Linked DNA regions of Astyanax mexicanus: region 1 is linked to region 2. The links are chromatin contacts, called in public Hi-C maps. All regions are on one chromosome and are shown on one strand. The core of a region is the stretch at or near the end of the contact, and the rest is flanking DNA. Distances in the headings are between cores, read along the strand shown.

Evidence for each region. Hi-C and Micro-C count contacts between places; a contact is called where the count stands out from the background.
Region 1: a Hi-C map of blood shows a contact between it and region 2, with 2.3 times the contacts expected there. The contact joins the enhancer-like site here to the promoter of rev3l in region 2. A contact is called at or near these places in 3 of 3 Hi-C or Micro-C datasets (blood and muscle).

The regions. Positions count from the first base shown.
Region 1 is chr1:39,255,851-39,259,468 of AstMex3_surface, reverse strand. It overlaps rev3l (REV3 like, DNA directed polymerase zeta catalytic subunit), which reads right to left. Exons shown (of 32, transcript XM_007259896.3): 24 at 3,519-3,618; 25 at 2,683-2,889; 26 at 2,243-2,352; 27 at 1,987-2,101; 28 at 1,319-1,456; 29 at 15-205. Among protein-coding and RNA genes, the nearest start is that of mfsd4b, 21 kb to the left of the region's middle. Within about 2 kb of position 1,363, the one cell type or tissue checked has an H3K27ac peak away from gene starts, as active enhancers do.
Region 2 is chr1:39,215,417-39,219,336 of AstMex3_surface, reverse strand. It overlaps rev3l (REV3 like, DNA directed polymerase zeta catalytic subunit), which reads right to left and starts at 1,940. Exons shown (of 32, transcript XM_007259896.3): 1 at 101-1,940. The coding sequence starts at 239.

The sequences.
Region 1 (3,618 bases), core at 114-2,613, 41 kb before region 2:
AACTCGGTTCGTACCTGGTTAGCTCCAGCGCTGGTATGCACGCTCCCGGCCTGTAGGAGCCGCTGCCTCTGTATTCTTTAGCGAAGGTCAGGTCCTGCATGCTAGCTTTAGCCTCCAGTACCTTGACGCACTGCCGCTGAACATACTGCTTCACCAGGCTGATGTCCCGCGTCTCAAACAGCAGTTTTACTGACCGCTCCAAGATCTAAACACACATATACACACTTTTTTTTTTCATTTATTGATGAAAAAGTTACAATGGCAACAGAAAAACAGAACTGAGAAAACAAACAGAATATTCTCTAGATGTTTAAACAGTGTATTTCCCCCTGAGCTCCAGGTATAGCATTTTTGTAGAGAAACTATATATACACTTACATGTAAATGAGCTCTCCTCTGACTCTCTTCACACTTAAAAAGCACTTTACATAGGCTGGTTCTCAAAGTCTGAGGCTAAATGGGTGGCGCTAATCTATTCTAGGTTGTGGCAAAACAGTGGAAAGCTACACAGGTGGGGCTAAACTTGTAAAGCTTTTTTGTGAAGGTTCTATTGTAGATTAGATTATATTTTCTGTAGTAACCATGATCAGGATGTATCATAAGCTATTAAAGAAACATACTAAGTTTAAGCACTGGCAGCTCGTTTCAGCAGAGTTTCAGTCAGTTTGTTCTTTGTTATTTGAACTGTGTGGTACGGCACAGAAATCTGTGTGGGTTGTAGTCTCTGAACCTGCCCACCACCATTCACCAAGTCTCATTTCCATTTCCAGGGTTGCCAGGTATAGACAACAGCACGCCATGGAAACGGATGAGCTGGCTATGTTTCTGCTGAACAGGTAATCAGTGCGCTTCAGTAAGGTTTGCAAACCATATCTGGGTAATTTACCATCATTACCACCACCACTAGCATAGTAATGACCGATATAGTGGACATTGTCCAGTAGCAATTTCACACGCTGACTTAAATGTATTACTGATTGTTCCTTTAACTTCACAAATTCAACAACAACAAAACATCTGTGACAGGGGCCAGGATGACTATTATTATTGAAATAAAAGTTCAATATTTCAATGTATAAGCACTGCTTTTACACAAACACACAACTTATTTTATGTGTGTTCATTCTACCAGGGAGCACAGATACGCTGCTGTGATTGACAGCTGTTTGAGTGTGGTCACCGCACCGTGACCTCTGGGGTAAAACCAGAGAGACACACTTGTGCACATGCGAGTGCTCTGACACACACTGGCATTGACACACACACATACACACGACCACACACACACAAACATACAGAAGCTATGGAAGCTGGTTACCTTGGCAACAGCGGGGCAGCCGTCTCTCCGCACAGTCTCAATGCCTTTAGCGTCGAACACAGGATCCTTCTGATCCACAGTCTCATACATATAACCCACATAGCGCTTCTTAGTCTGCAGAACACATGGGAGATACACCTGCACCACACACACACACACACACACACACACACATTACTCAGGGTTAGTGCGAGTGCTGGCTGGGTCAGCGTATGTGCTGGACAGGTCAGCAGTTTAATATAAAAGAAAGGTACATTTATTATAACCCATTTCCTTGTTTAGTAACACTGGTTTCTGTATGATTTTTTTTGGTTGGTTTATGATTGTGAACATGCATTTCAGAATTTGTTTCGAACCTCACAGAAAAAGAAGGGTGTTACTGCCTTTACACGCTCAGGCTTATGCACAGACACTTTACATAGGAACAGTGACCGTGATAATAATGTATTATGGCTCAGAAAGTGTCCCCAACACAATGCCTCCCTTTATAACTTCCCATTTGGGCAAAACTGCTTCCCAAGCAGAGAGGTACCTTGAATAAAAGTGAATGCTAAGGCAGTGTCTCCAATACAGCGATTATTATAAATGATGTCGTTTGTGTAAAATGTTATCAGTTATTGATCTCAGTAATTCAAATCACTGAGCAGCTAAAAGGATTCAGGTTTTACCTTCTCAAACTTGAGCTTGATCGGTTTGGGGTTGGTGGCCGTCACAGCTTCAGCGATTTCATGTCCAATCTTAAACGCTTGCTCTTTAGTAGCTCCCTTCAACAGCACAAACATACTGACAAAGAGAGAAAGACAGAATGATCCCTTATGCTTCTCCATCAATTAAATCTATTTTGTTCTCAATGCTTGAGTCTTAATGCAAAAAAATTCTTTGTAGAAGTAGAAATTTAAAAAATTTAAATATGAGTGTGAGCACCTGTCTGTGTCACCGTACACTACTCGCGCTCCCCACTTTTTCGTTTCGTTCACCAGTTTGATCGCCCTCTCCAGCGTTTCTCTTGCTTTGTGTACAATACTGTCGCCGACCTACAAAACAAAAACACACACTCAGACTTAGCTCAACTCAAAAACCTACAAACATCTACAGCATGAGAAGTAGAATTCTGATACTGATGGTAAACAGAATCTGATTACAGCAATAAAGAACAGTTTTGTCATGAAAAAAACAACTATAGATAAAACAATTCCACAACTTCCCAACTATAACTTTACCCAAACATAAACATAAATTCCCACACACTTATATCCATCCATACACAAATATTCTGCTATATCATAAACACAAATATTTATCTAATTAATTTATCTCTAATTTATTACCCTAATGTTAGTGCTTTAGCATTCCGAGGTGCTCACCTCCACACTGGGCATGCGGCCAGAGAAGTTAGCAGAGGTGTAGCCAAAGGTGACGTTAGCGATGAGTTTGAGTCCAAGCTGGCGAGCGTCCAGCAGCCGGTGCAGAGCTTTATCATCCCGATACGATTTCATCACCCCCTTTACCATGAAACGCGTCTGCAGGATCTCCTCCAACATCCGCGGCAAAACACCCTTACGCACCGACGCCTAAAGCACATACATACACATACACCAATCATATAATTACACACTAATAATTAGAAGTAAATTACATTTAAATATATTCATTTACTGTCACCAACATTTTATTCTCTTTTTTATTTCTAATTTTCCCCATTTTCTCCCCAATTTACATGGCCAATTACCCAACCCCCTATCACTAGTAATGCTCTAACACACCAGGAGGGTGAAAACTAGCACATGCCTCCTCTGATACACGTGAAGTCATCCAGCGCCTCTTTTTGAACTGCTGCTGATGCAGCATTGCAGAGTAGCATCACAGCGCACTCGGAGGAAAGCGCAGCGACTCGGTTCTGATAGAGCAAAGCCAATTGTGCTCTCTCAGGGGTCCGGTAGCTGACGGCAAGTTACATAAACGGGATTCGAACAGCAATCTTGAACAGCAATCTCCTGATCATAGTGGCAGTGCCTTAGATTGCTGGATCACTCGAATCCCTATTTAACAACTTTTAAAACTGATATTTTCAACAGAATTAAATTACAATTTAAATACGATGCTATTTTACTGTTGACAATTGTTGTCTGAATGGGATATTTGGGGAATTTACAACGGTTAATTTTTAAGAAATCAAATGTTTAACTAATTAACTAATTACCTTAACAAATGCGATTCCATTAGGGGACACAGTGATGTCATTACGAAGTTGATACAAGAGATCAGGAGGAACACGGAGAGACGTACAACCAAACCGAAAC
Region 2 (3,920 bases), core at 691-3,190:
CCTACCTGAGTTTCCCTAAAGTCCTGTTGTGGGATTTCTAAGTTGTTAAAACATCACATTCAATGCATATTACTGTGTTACTAAACTAAAGCACACATACCTGCAGGTGTGGAGCCGAAGATCCGGACCACTGGCACCCTCTTCACCTCGCTCTCCCTAAACTCAGAGTAACACACGTCCAGTCCCGCCAAGGGGCTGGCCATGTAGTAATCCGCACAAACAATCCGCACAGAGAACATGCTGCCGGAGGATCAGTGTGGGATACACACTCACACACACACCAATGCTTCGGCTGAATTTGCTGTTGTTCACGTTGTAGATGCTTTTTATGCTGTTTTTGTTGTTCTCGTTTATATTGTAGATGGTGCTTATGGTGGAGATGCTGCTGTTTACACTGTAGAGTCTGATGTTATAGAAGATAAGTAATAGAAGAAGCTGTTTTCCTTGTAGGCACTGATGTAGATAGTGATGAGACTGTAGATGATGTTGCTCTGTGGTTGTTTATGCTGTAGCTGCTGAGGTTGAAGACTGTATTTACATTGTAGATGCTGACTTTGCAGATATTGTTAAGTCTGTAGAAGCTGAAGTTGATGTTTAGTCTGTATATGCTGACCTTAACACCTAGCAGGTGTTATTAACACTGTAGCTGCTAGTGTGATGTAGATCGTATTTACGCTGCAGATGCTAAAGTTGCAGATGTGTCTGATTTAGTGTTTGCGCTGCTGCTGCTGCTGTTGTGGATGAGATAGAGATTGACTGACATTGATGGTACGTACACACACTGCAGATGTTGGCATAGATGGTGTTAAATGATCTACTGTTGCGTTTACATTGCAGTCGCAGTGTTGTTTACGTTGCATTCTGTACTAGCTGTGTAAATATTAGTGGTGAACACTAAACACTGTTGTTTATTTAGTAGCTGTTGTTAAAGCCGTTTTCTTGTTTTCTGTGTTGTCCTGTTAGAAGTGCAACAGTTGAGAGATGGGGATCTGTTTATATTGGCAGTAGATGTGTGTTGAAGTTGTCAAATCAAATCTATGCTATTGGATCTGCTGTTGTGTAGTTGTGTGCTGTTGTACTAAGCTGGCAGGACTTGGGCGGCCAGCCAGCGAGCAGAGAAGAGCAACAGCATTCAGAGAGAAATGAGGCAGTTTGGTTGGCAGGAGACTGGCTTTAAAAGCAAAAGCAGCACCGCAGGAAATCCTCGAAATCCTGAGTTGTGGGTGATACTGAGCGGCGTCCTCTGGAGCGCTGAGTGTTGTGGGAAGTCCTCGGCTGTGTTGTTTTAGAGGTCCTCCGCTGTTCTGGCTCTGTTAGAAATCCTCTGGAGTGTTGTCTGAAGGTTTCAGGAGTCCTGTGGTGTTCTCGGGACAGAGTGGGAGCGCTGTGCTGTTGATCAGCTCTGGCTGAAATGTGATTTTGTAGCGGCGGCGGTGGAGGCGCTGCTCTGGCTGAGGTCCCACAGCTGCAGCAGCAAACAAACAAAAACGCTTTCACTCGCACTGACCGCTAAATATTTACACCAAACCGGCCCTCCCGAGCCTCGCGTGTCCTCAAAACCGACATGACAGCCCTCCCTTCTGCTTTATTCCCCCGAACACACGGCGGGGAGGTAGCAGCCTGGGTTAGCTTAGCTTAGCCTGCTGCCCATAGGAATCCAGCGCGGCAGCTAAAGCTAGGTTAGCCAGCGGGCTAATCCGAAATCTCGCTCTCCTCGGAGAAAAGCTCCTTAATGCGGCGCTGTCTCGCTCTCGTGTCGACGCCGAAACAGTCCGCGGGGCTCCCGGTGAACATCCTCCGTATTTCGCGGGGCTTTAATCCAGTGTCCCTGCGCGGGCTCGCCTCAGCTCAAGCCCCCGGGTGTCCGGGCTTTCTGTCCCCGGCTCTCGCGCCTCGCCGCACCGTGTCTCCCTCTCTCTTTCCCCGCCTGTAATACGATCACAGCGCGGCCCCTCGAAGCCCCGCCCTCGCAGGCAAGAGACGAAGGGGCTCATTAGAATATGATTAGCATATTCAGCCTGTGATTGGATGATGTCCCAACAGAGCTCCCAGAGCACTGTGCGCTAATTTGCATGCCAGCTGTGTGATTGGATAGTATAAGCACCATGGCGTGCTAATTTGCATTGCAGCAGTGTGATTGGTCGCCACGAGGAGTCCTGCATAATAATTCTTTTTTTTATCTGAGTTTGTTTTGCGATTACATGTTACCGTGTTTATAAATTATATATAATTATAATTATACGTCTCGTGGATCGCAGCTCGTGATTTGTGCAGGACTGTTGCACTGAGAGACTGTCCCGCATATCTTACATATCTCTCTATCTATCTGAAAGAGGAATGTAAATGAGTATGCTAATTTTTGCCCCATATGTCCCGCCCACATGTTCCTCAGTAGGTATTTAGTTTATTGCTCAGATTTTCTCTCTGATCTGGCGGGTTTATTACACAGCAGGATTTCTCCTGCTGAAAAGCTCAAAGTTCATGGCTCACTGTTTAATGGGAATAAACAATAGCTCTCCTCCTATTTTACAAATTATACAATTTAGACTTAGCTATTTAATTAAACGGGATTTACTTTGTTGTTTCACATCTGATTGGATTACAAGAATGGCAGTGGATTCCTAATTGGTCAGAGAAGAAAAATGGGCGGAGGGTTCTTGGAACAAATAAAGTAAACAAGGATGCCCTCTAGTGATCATTCAGAAGAACAAAGGATTTAATTCAGTGATCATTCTCCAGTTTACAGCTTTCATATATAGTAGTCATATTCATCAACATTTATTTGATACGTGATTAAATAATAACGTTGACATTCAGAATGACGTTATAGTACATTACCATATATATTGTAGAATAAAGGTATAATGACAGTATCATACAAGATTTTAATAAAATTAATATTTAGTATGATGTTCTATAAACATTATTAACTAAAGAAAATCGAGTATTGTTTAATAGATGTAAATTCCTGGATATTACACAACTTTCTCCTGTTAAATAGTAACAAGCAGAGGTTCTCCTGTTGGGCCCAAAGGCTGCTAGAAATAAATGATCAGATTTATTTACTCTTACACTCTGCACAAGTCTCTTTGTGATGCTCATTGCTATATACACTCCATCAACAGTCAATTTTTACGGTTTAAATAGCAACAACACCTGAAAATATACCTACACTGATGGGTGCGGTGGTCTGGAAGTGAGATGTGTTTAGGTAAATTGCTGGCATATTGCTATCTGGTCAATGGAAAACACAGGTGAACCACCGACTGCATTCCGCTGTGCTGCCGCTCTGCTGGATGCTGGCCATTTGTATTTGCGCTGTGCTGCTGCTAAAGCTGAGCGGCTCCTGCAGATTGAAGGCGAAGTTTTCTAAAACCCGTCACTCCTGTGACCGGTGATTTGTAGTTTTGAGTCCCTACAGCCTCTGTAGATCTGTATCTGTCTCTCACATTCAGAAAAAAGATTTGATTCTTCTCTTCCTCCTGTTCTCTCTATTTGAGTGCAGGAAAGTGATGTACAGCTGAGGGTGTTCACTAATCGTTAATATTATTCTCTCGCTCGTGTTTATTGTTGTTTGGACTACAGTTTTTCTCTGGTCACGTGAGTTCAGGTCACGCGTTTTCTGCTGCGGTACTGCTTGCCATGAGGTCAAAGTTGAACCATATTGAAAGCGGTGAGCGGCAATGTGGTAGAGGCATGGTTATGGGCGGGGAAACGCGCCATGTTCCGCTCTGCTCCGCGGCAGCGACGCACCGCTCTACCGCTCTAGAAATAATTGAATCCTATGGGCGTCAGTGTACCACGTCGCACCTACCGCGTTCGGTGTGTAAGCACCTTCGTTGCTATCTTGGCAGTGAATTATCAACAGGCATACACCGCCACTTGTTTCACACACGTGGAAATGCAGCAGTGCACAAACC